Linked DNA regions of Columba livia: region 2 is linked to region 1. A link is a contact called in public Hi-C data. All regions are on one chromosome and are shown on one strand. The core of a region is the stretch at or near the end of the contact, and the rest is flanking DNA. Distances in the headings are between cores, read along the strand shown. Region 1 has its middle 4.2 kb from the start of PTPN1. Region 2 holds the start of CEBPB (CCAAT enhancer binding protein beta).

Evidence for each region. Hi-C and Micro-C count contacts between places; a contact is called where the count stands out from the background.
Region 2: a contact with region 1 is called in a Hi-C map of crop, with 5 times the contacts expected there. The contact joins the promoter of CEBPB here to the enhancer-like site in region 1. A contact is called at or near these places in 2 of 2 Hi-C or Micro-C datasets (crop and liver).

What each region holds. Positions count from the first base shown.
Region 1 is chr16:13,103,470-13,108,789 of bColLiv1.pat.W.v2, reverse strand. No RefSeq gene overlaps it. Among named protein-coding and RNA genes, the nearest start is that of PTPN1, 4.2 kb to the right of the region's middle. Within about 2 kb of position 1,964, at least 3 of the 3 cell types and tissues checked have an H3K27ac peak away from gene starts, as active enhancers do.
Region 2 is chr16:13,247,487-13,252,379 of bColLiv1.pat.W.v2, reverse strand. CEBPB (CCAAT enhancer binding protein beta) reads left to right here and starts at 2,443. Exons shown (of 1, transcript XM_021283779.2): 1 at 2,443-4,207. The coding sequence starts at 2,698. The coding sequence ends at 3,684.

The DNA of each region.
Region 1 (5,320 bases), core at 715-3,214:
TCCCTTCTTTCCTTGCCACACATAATTCTGCAAATTATTTCGAGGCAGTAAGCAGAGTTTTTGGTATCCTGACCTGTATTTGCAACTTCCATCATCAAATTGCTTTGAACTATGGAGAATGGAGAGAGGATATGAAACATATGTTTGAGTTTGGACAAGCACTTTCCTTTTTTATGAAGTGGAATAAGAAACAAGATACAGTCCTTTCTTTAGGATTCTTCTTTTCTTTTCAAGTTCCACGTTCTAATGGACAATTTACTAACTAAAAACCCTGAATCAGAGTATATTGAGATGAAAAAGCAATGTGGTCCGGGTTACCCAGGTTGGAATTATTCTGAGGAGGGACTGCCTTCTCTGAAGCGCAAAAAGGGTTGTCCTGAGATCACAGAACATTTTCAGTTACCTAATCCTCCATGATTATAAGGATCTAAGTCACCAGTAATGCTTTTAATATTTTCTGTTGTTTTGCTGCAATGCTTTGCAGGTTTTGCAACCTTTAGTATTTTGTAAGGCGGATCATAAATTTCCTATAAGCTGTTAGGAAATGTTTTGCTGCCCTGAATCTGTATGGAGAGTGCAATTTGAGGACTAAATATCTATTAAGTGGTTGCACACATTTGTAGGGCACAGGTCTCTATGATCCTAGAGGCCTTTTTCAGCCCATATTCTTAACTGGAATGTATTTTACACCTTCGGTTTTACCAGGACAAGCATCCAAAAGCGTGGAGCCTGTCGAGTCCCAGTCACTATTACGGTAAACAGGTATTCAACCTGTCTTCAACTTGAATTATAAACCCAGAGATTAATTTACCCTCTTCACATTGCAAGCCAGGACTGGCAATATCATGAAAACAAACCTTCTCATAAAAATTCCAATCCAGTCATTCCTATTACCTATACCATCCAAATCATCGCTAGATTGTGTGATTTTTTTTTTTTTAAATCTGTACTGCTTCCCCAAGATGGAACAAGTTCAGAAATCACTGAAAAAAAGTCCTTCAAAACAAGCCAAGCTATGCAAGGTCAAATTTCCCCACAGAATCATTTCAAAAACTGACATATTTTACCAGTGGAAAAGCTCATCTTCACAATGAGCAATAGAAAGGAACAGTGTAAATAGCTGGATGAGTCAACTCTTAATAACCTTCCATTGACACTTATTGCAAACTTTTCAAAAATACACCGACAGTTTTAAGACCCTATTCTGAAGGAAAATAAAATAGAACTTTAATTATAACTTGATTAAATGGATCAAGGACAATCTTTTCATCCTGCTTTCATGCAGAGCCTAATTTAGAAAGGGACAGTCTCTGCATGAGACCCTACAGCATTGCTACAACATTTTGGGCTAAGTTTTTCACGACATGCAAAATGATGGCCACGGGGTCCCTACAGAAGCCCGCAGCTGCGCTGGGCTTGCTCTGGAGCCGGCACACGAGCAGCTCTGACCGGCAGCAGCGCTGCAGCCTTCCGCAAGTACCTCTGCCCGTGGTTTACATGGCACATCTACCCAGATTCCAAACTTCAGCCTCAGCCTTGGAGAATCAGCAGCAGTGCAATCAGCAATAGGGGATATTGATGTAATTATTGTTAGACAGTCCATTGCACAGAGGAAGACATTCGTTTCATGACATGACCAGCTCTGCTCCTCCCCAGTTGTGTACAGTAACGCTTCCAAAAGGAGACACCGACTAAACAACTTCAGTATTTCCTTAACTCCATGCAGTATTAACTACGGAAGAGAGTGACACCAAGCGGTTACTTCTAACGGTGCAGACATTTCTTGTTGCTACAGGTAATTTTCTCTGCCAGTAGCCCCTTTATCAGAGATCACTTGGAGGCCCCGCTGAACTACTACGGTTTGAGGGGAGGTCAGCGCCACGCGGTGAGTTAGGCGGAGGTAGGCGGCTTCTGAGGGCCATGTCACCGTGCGAACGCGCTGAGGTTCCCCTCAGACACTCACGGTTCCAGGGCACAGCTGCTCGGTGAGCGCAGCACAGCCGTGCGACAGCCGCGCGATGGCGCCATCCCAACGGGCACACCAGAGTGACGTCATTTCCGCGCGGTGAGCCCGTGACGGGAGTTAGTGCGGTGATGGTGTCAGCGGCTCGTCCCCTGCGAGAGGGCGCAGGGAGAACCGGCCGAGATCCTGAATCACGTTTCTGGAGCACTGCAGATCCAAGGTGGCTCTATCCAACCCGATCTCCTGCTAGATGTACAGACATATACCCATGAAAACCTTTTCTACTCACCCTCTCAACCCTTCAACTGAAGGAGCTGTCAGGAAATAACCTGGATCATCTTTGCTTCTAAGCGCAGAAGATGAAAGGCTGAGGGAGCTGGGTGTCCTTGGAGGAGACTGAGGGGTGACCTCATTCATGTTTACAGATATATAAAGGGGGAGTGTCAGGAGGATGGAGCCAGGCTCTTCTGGTGACAACCAGTGACAGGACAAGGGGCAGTGGGTGCAAACTGGAACACAGGAGGTTCCACTTAAATTTGAGAAGAAACTTGTTCCCGGTGAGGGTGGCAGAGCCTGGCCCAGGCTGCCCAGGGAGGTTGTGGAGTCTCCTTCTGTGCAGACATTCCAACCCGCCTGGACACCTTCCTGTGTAACCTCATCTGGGTGTTCCTGCTCCATGGGGGGATTGCACTGGATGAGCTTTCCAGGGCCCTTCCAGTCCCTGACACTCTGGGGTTCTGTTACCAGTGAGACAGCAGCTCAACACTAATTGTACCACCGCTCGAGTCGCACTAGCCAAGTCATTTCATTGCATCTTCTCTGATAAATTGTGAATGATTTCTGACACCAGCATCCTATTATAGCGTTCCTGTGCAGCGCCCAGCACAATATGAATCCTTTGCTAGATTACATGGTCTCCTAGGTCACCAGCCTAAAACTCTGAGTCTAAAATTCTCTACCTGGACTCTCAGAAGTATATGAACTAAAATATTTAATAGTTTCCTATTTCTGCTACTTCCCATTGTAGTCTCTCATCTTGAGACTCCACTAAGCTATATTTTCTAAGTTCCACTCTTAACTGCATATCTCTTCAATAAGCTTTAAAGTTAGGTGAGCCTGAATATTAATTTGTGTATGTAACCTTAGAATGAAAATAATACAAGCTAATGTAAATTTTTACCAACAAAATCACAAGTTAGAACATACTAGGCTTGATCCTGATCTTGCATATAATAATGTAAACCAAGAATAATTTTATCACATTAAAACTTAGGCTAACATCGGAACAAAATCAGAAGCAAACCAGTCTATTTACACTATCTGACAATGTCCAGTTGCCCTGAATTTTGCTCATGAACTTACAGGCACTTCAAAGTAACCAAGGTATAACGTGTGAATCATTAGAGTCTTGTGTGATGTTGGAATATTAGTGATGGGAAAATCAAGATAGAACTGAACTTTCTACAGTAACAATCCTGGATGTTTAATTACAATAAAAGAGAAAACCAGGACAAAGAACGGCTAACACGTAACACCAAAAGGACATACTAGAAGATCCAAGCCTGAGCTCTGTTTCACGTAAGATTGTATTTCTGCTCAACAGAGATACAAATATGTACAGTGCAATATCATTGTGTTGAATGTGAACGACAAGCTCCCCAGAACTGGCTTAATGTAACTAAAAAGTTGCATTCAAAAATGAAACAGTGAAGGAACAACATGTATCATATTTGCAAACACTTTAATGGAGATTTATGACACTGGCTGTTTTAAACTAGGTCATCTCAAAATGCTGAATACTGTTACGAGAATGGCAAATTAAAGACTTTAACATGATTAGAATGAATAAGTCAGTTTATGGCTTTCAAATGAATTCAGAATAGTAGAGTTAGTTTCATTGTTCTGCCAGTGTGCATTTTTAAACTAAAAGCCGGGCTGTTCCACATTGCTCTGTGGGTAGCAAGAGCCTAGTGTACATTAGAGCACAAAGGAAAACTACTGCAGACCCCTACAGCTGTTACATATAAAAAGGTGGGGTGTTCTCCCCTACTCAGCAGGGGGAATTTCAGAATTCTCAACTTCAGAATGCACTTGATGGTTCCATAAAGTGGCCTATGTGCCCTTTACATTGCTCTAGCATTAGAAGGTGCCAAAGAGATGAAGCTTATTATTTGACGTAAACTAGTGTCTAACCGCATATTGCAAGGATCTGAGTTTTTTAGATTTAGATGCCATTGCATGTACTCTTGCTGAAATTGTTCATGAAAACAAAGCCAAAAGACTTCAAGAGCATATGTACCAATTAGCTGTGCTTTTCTGAAATAGGAGTCACAACATGTATCACTACTGCAAATTGTTTACTTCTTTTGTATAGGTAGATATAGGTGAAAGCAAATATTCATAACGCAGTCTATGCCCTCCAGAATTTCCAGTTATTTAACATTTCATTCAACCAGACTGACACATTTTAAAATGTCACTGGCCACACATATCGCAACTGTGATAGACAGAGTTTTATGAAGAAATGTAAGATACGCTGGCAATTTTTATAATCTTTACTGGGTTACTCTGTGAAATCTTCAGCTGAATATCAATTTGTTCAGGGCAATATATGAGTTTTTATCATTCAAGGCAATTATTTCTGTGACAACAGTACACAGCAGAATATATGGCTGATGAATCATTGACTGAAGGACTTGTACTGATTTTATTTATTACACCCATTCAGGTGGTATAAACATAAAAGAGCGTATGCTATCTTTCTTTATAAAATGTTTCTGCACCTGCAGTAATTCAGCTGCATTTAGCTGTAGCATCACAAACTTTGGTCTCTTCTCGGTAGGATCAGGTTTATGCCTGCATGAAAAATGGCCATCCACTGGAACTGCGCTTTGGTGACATTACAAAGATTCACCTCTCAAGTATGGAGTCACTGAAACAGCACATGACTCCCCACACACATTCATAATTCATCACCCTGAAATAACAGGGAAAGGGAAAGCAGTTGTTAAGTTTGTCTTTATGTCCCCAGGTCCAGTAGGTTAAAAATTCAGCACCTGGCCTCAAGATAAGGGTTGCGCCTCAGAGCAGCCAGATGGGAAAGAAGCTGCAGTCACCATCCATCGCTTTTAGCAATAAGGAAGCAGGTCTCAACAGGTGGAAATTCTTTCATTCATGGGATTAGTACTGCATCTCCCAACCTACAAAAATCAGGTCAAGAGAAAGCCCATGCAGTAACAAAGGCAAGAAATCTTTTTTAATACCATCTGCTAATGCCTCTATGCTACATGCAGCAGCTGACTAGAGAATAATGTTCCATTGTTTACCTAGGTTAAGTCGCTTAGCCTGTTCCGACAC
Region 2 (4,893 bases), core at 1,194-3,693, 140 kb before region 1:
TCCGTGCTGCGAGCCTCGCTCTGCACCTGTTCCCGTTTCTAAACCCCCATTTCTGGCCATGCATTTGTTATGACAAGTGCGGAAACGATTTTAAAGAGACCAGAGTTAGCTCAAAACCTGCTTGCCGAATGCTAGGGGTTTGGATATGTGGTTAGTCCCGCCAACAAGGTTCCCATGAGAAGCTGAGAACGGATGTTGGCTTCGTGAGAGTGGATGTTGGGATTTGAGGTGAGCTGGAGGAAGTTTAAAGAGATGCAGGTACAGCAGGGAGGTGAGGGGGGAGAAGGGAAGGAGGGGACACGCCAGCATCCAACCTCAATTACCACCCTGGCTGACGTGTGATCTCGGTGACTATGGGATTACTCAGCACTGGCCTGGAAAGGAGGTGTGGGCCACACCATCCCTGATATAATCTGTTTCACATGATGGTTGCACAGACATTTTATTTTGCTAGGGAAGATCAGCCCGAGTAGGAGGACAACTTCATGCTGCAGAGCAGCAGAGAGTAGGGCAGAACTCTGAAGGCGGCAAATTTAGATCTCAAAAAATATATTGAAAAATTGTCCAGGAAATTTACCAACTAGTTTTAGCGTCCTGTTCTAGCCAATGGCTCTGGCAAGCTGGAGACCTATTGGGGTAATGCCAAGAAATCCTAACCATGCATTTCAGCAGGCCACAACGGCAGGAGACCTTCTGCTTGTGGGTCTCCGAGACGTTTCGGAGGTAGGAAGCACATGAGACCAATTTTCAAGACTTCAGTTGCAAAGGCCAGTTAGGGCAGCCGCTGGATGCAACTGCCAGATCAGAATGCAGGATAAAGACGCAGAATGAGGGAGTAAACAGACAGAAGAACAAGCCCTGGCTCACAGCAACTTGCCAGTATTTGCACCCAATACAGATGTTTGTATTTATGAAGGTATGGGCTCCAACTACAACCTCCAGCCCCAGCTCTCTGGCCAGGCCCAGCTCCAATTTAATCTCTGGTGCATGCACCAAAGATTAACTTGGTAGATAAAGATGGAACTAGAAATATTTGAAGCCTGAAAACCTGTTAGAGTGCTTTTGTTATGGAAAGAAGAAATCCTTTTAAAACATGAAAAGAAAAAGCAAATGAAAAAAAAAAAAAAATAAAGTCGTATGATCCACTGGCTGATTCTTGAATTCTTCCTCTTTTCAAAGTTTTGAGGTTTGAACATTATGGACAGTTGACTGTTTGAATCGTATAATGCAATACCTGTTCCTCTGGCTTAACGTTACAATATTTCCCACACCGCAGGATTGCTTCACATTATTCTAAGAGGCAGTGTCATTTTCCCTGCAGTGCTAGGTCTTCTTTACTGAGGCAAAGGACACTCCTACTTCCTTTAATTATATGTTTTGTTTTAAATTAATGTCCTTTATTCTGGGGATGAATCACCAGCTTGTAGACAGGTAAATGTGGGAGTAAGAGAGTGAAAATTTAAGTTTGATTCCCAAGGTGGGTGTCTTCAATTAAAACGGACATCAAGACTCAGTCTTCCTTCCCAAACTTACCCCACAATTCGAAAAACATTTGCATTCCATGTTTTTATGCACGTATCTCACTTTCCTTCTGAATCATGTCACATTCGGTCTCCTCTGGTTTCAGCGCACAGATTCCCTATCGCTTGTGTACCCTGACAGTTGCACCATATCATGTAAAGTAAATACACCAAGACAAACTTTAAGGCCATCATCCCCGCATGAAGAGACGGGGAGGGGAGCAGGGTTTGCTGGGCTCCCTGGCTGCCTGCAGCCGCAAGAAGGAGGCCTGGAGCAGCACCGTGCCCACTCCACTCGCTGCTGTACAGCTCTCCACAGATCCCTATGGACAGCTCTGCTCGCCAGTGGAATATACTTAGCCAAGCACTGGACGGAGAATAACGGGATCTGTCTTTTATTTGCAGCTTTCTCCCCTGCCTTGGCAAAAGGACTTGGAAAAATCGCTCCTGCCTCGATTTCCCCAGGGGTAAAACGTGCCCCAGGCAGGATCTGTGCCCCAGGCGGGATCCGTGCCCCAGGCGGGATCCGTGCCCACCTCCGCACGGCACCGTCAGCCCCAGCACCAAAGTCCCGCTCTCGGGTGAGAAGCCGGAGCCCGGGCTGGCACACAGGCGGCAGCACCGCCCCGTCCCCCGTGTCCCCGCGGCCCCCCGGGCTGAGCGCGGCCCCTGCCCCGTCCCCGCTGCCCCGCACCTGCGGGCCCTGCCGCCCGCTGCCCTCCTGCCCGGCAGAGCCCGGCTTTATTGCGGCCGGCTCGGCGGGGCACCGCACCGGCACACCCGCCCCGGGTGCCTCCTCCGGGGCCGGGGCCAGCACTTACCGAGCGTGCAGCGTGGCAGGCGGCCAGGCGGTGACGCGCCTGTTGCTATGGGATCCACCGCCCCTATAAATAACTGAGGAAAGGAACTTTCCTAAGTCAGAGACTTTAGGACACGGGACCCAGAACCAGATGGTCCGGAGGAGCCGCGCCAGCTCCCGCCGCAGCAGCCGGAGCGGTGAAGCCCCGCGGCGCCGCAGGAGCTGATCCGGCCCAGGTGGGCAGCGCAGCCGGGGCCGTGCCCAGCGCCAGGGACTGAGGCAGGGTCCGGACCCCCCCACCGCAACGGCGGCAGCTTGATCCTCTGCCGGGGGGGGCCCCTGCGTCGTTTTCTCCTCCCTGCATCCCCCTTTGCTTTCATGCAACGCCTGGTGGCCTGGGACGCAGCATGCCTCCCCATCCAGCCGCCCGCCTTTAAATCCATGGAAGTGGCTAATTTCTATTACGAGGCGGACTGTCTGGCTGCTCTCAACAAGCTGCACCCGCGGGCGGCCGGGGGCCGCTCCATGACCGAGCTCACCGTAGGGGACCACGAGCGAGCCATCGACTTCAGCCCCTACCTGGACCCCTTGGCATCCCAGCCGCCGGCCCAGCCGCCTCCTCCCGCAGCAGCAGCAGGGGGCAACTTTGAGCCTCCCTGCAGCAGCGGCGCCGGCCAAGATTTCCTTTCCGATCTCTTCGCCGAGGACTATAAAGGCAGCGGCGGGAGCAAGAAACCCGACTACACCTACATCAGCCTCGCCCGGCACAGCCACCCCTGCGCCAGCCAGAGCCACAAGCCGGGGGGGCTGCCGGGCTGCTTCCCGCCCCAGATCGTGGAAACCAAAGTGGAGCCGGTCTTCGAGACCCTGGACTCTTGCAAAGGGCCCCGTAAGGAAGAAGGGGGAGCCGGGCCGGGACCGGGGGGCATGTCCTCACCCTACGGCAGCACCGTGCGCTCCTACCTGGGTTATCAGTCGGTGCCGAGCGGCAGCAGCGGGAACCTGTCCACCTCGTCCTCCTCCAGCCCCCCCGGCACCCCCAACCCCTCCGAGTCCTCCAAGTCCGCCGGCGGCGGCGGGGGCTACTCCGCCCCCCCGGCGGGCAAGAACAAGCCCAAGAAGTGCGTGGACAAGCACAGCGACGAGTACAAGCTCCGCCGGGAGAGGAACAACATCGCGGTGCGCAAGAGCCGCGACAAAGCGAAAATGCGCAACCTGGAGACGCAGCACAAAGTCTTGGAACTGACGGCCGAGAACGAGCGGCTGCAGAAGAAGGTGGAGCAGCTCTCCCGGGAGCTGAGCACCCTCAGGAACTTGTTCAAACAGCTGCCCGAGCCCCTGCTCGCCTCCTCGCCTCGCTGCTGACCCCCGGCCGGGCGGAGCCGCCGGTCCCCGCGCTGCTCAGCGCTTCTGTCGGGCCGGGGCGCGGGGGGAGCCCGGGGACGGGTTGGTTGGTTTGGTTTTTACTTTTTGTTGTTGGTTTGGTTTTTTTTTTGGTCTTTATTTACATGTTGGCGGAAGGTCCCTCCGCCGCGCGGGGACCCCAGCGGGGCCGGGGCTGCGACCGGGGGCTGTCCCGGGGGCCCCGGGCGGGCTCCGCAGGCTGCTGGGCGCTGGGTTATTTAAAAGAGCGAGAGGAGAGCAAGGGCGAAGTGATGCAATCCTTTAAGCATGGCTGGGAATGCTGTGTACATGATGCAATCTCGTGTAACTGTCAGTCATGAATTGAGTAATCTGTTAAAGATGTTCCTACAGTTTTTTTTTTATTATAAAGAATAATCTATTTCTATAAGAAAATACATATGTATATTTTGGGATCTATGCATTCTTGCTACATTTGAAGCATTAATGAACAATTTTAATAAACTTTATGACTAGGTTAAAAAAAGCAGCTTGTTTTGTTTTGAAGGCATGTTTAAAGTTAGATTACATGCAGGGTTGAACTTTTAGCTGAATCTGGCTCAACGCTGTGATCAGGGATCAGGATTTCTATTGGTCTCTTGAACTTTCTCTGTGACTCAGAGAAAGGAAAAACAAAAACAAAAACAAAACCCCCAAGAGAAACCCAGCAAAGAGCAGAGCTGGAAGCTTTAGCCAGTTCTTGTTGCCTCATTGTATTTCCTCTAATCACTTGCTTTAGCTGCCGCTTGGGTGTTGTTGGGGAGGAGGTGTTTGTTTTGGGGTTTTTTTTGCACTTCTTGCTGTTCCGAACGTGTAGAGCGAGATGTGCTATCCAAACCATGACCAATCTTTGGCAAGTAACGCCACGTCTGAAGTTGGAGGGAGGAAGAAAAAATAAGGGAGGAAGCCTGAAATGAGTGTTTTTCTTTACCGAGTTTCTATTCTCTAAGTTATGATTCAGCATTTCTTATGTTTGTAGTTTACAGGAATAAACATGAGAAAGTAGCATTTCTGTCGGATGTCGGTAATTTTGGTCATTGCTCAGGAAGCTCTCATGAAACCCGGCCAGGTGAGAGGCATGTGAACAACTCCCTTATCTTTGCCTTGAGACATTTCTCTAAAGCTGCAGTCAGAGTTTCTCTGCTGAGAGGTGTTTGTTTCTGTGTGCATGTG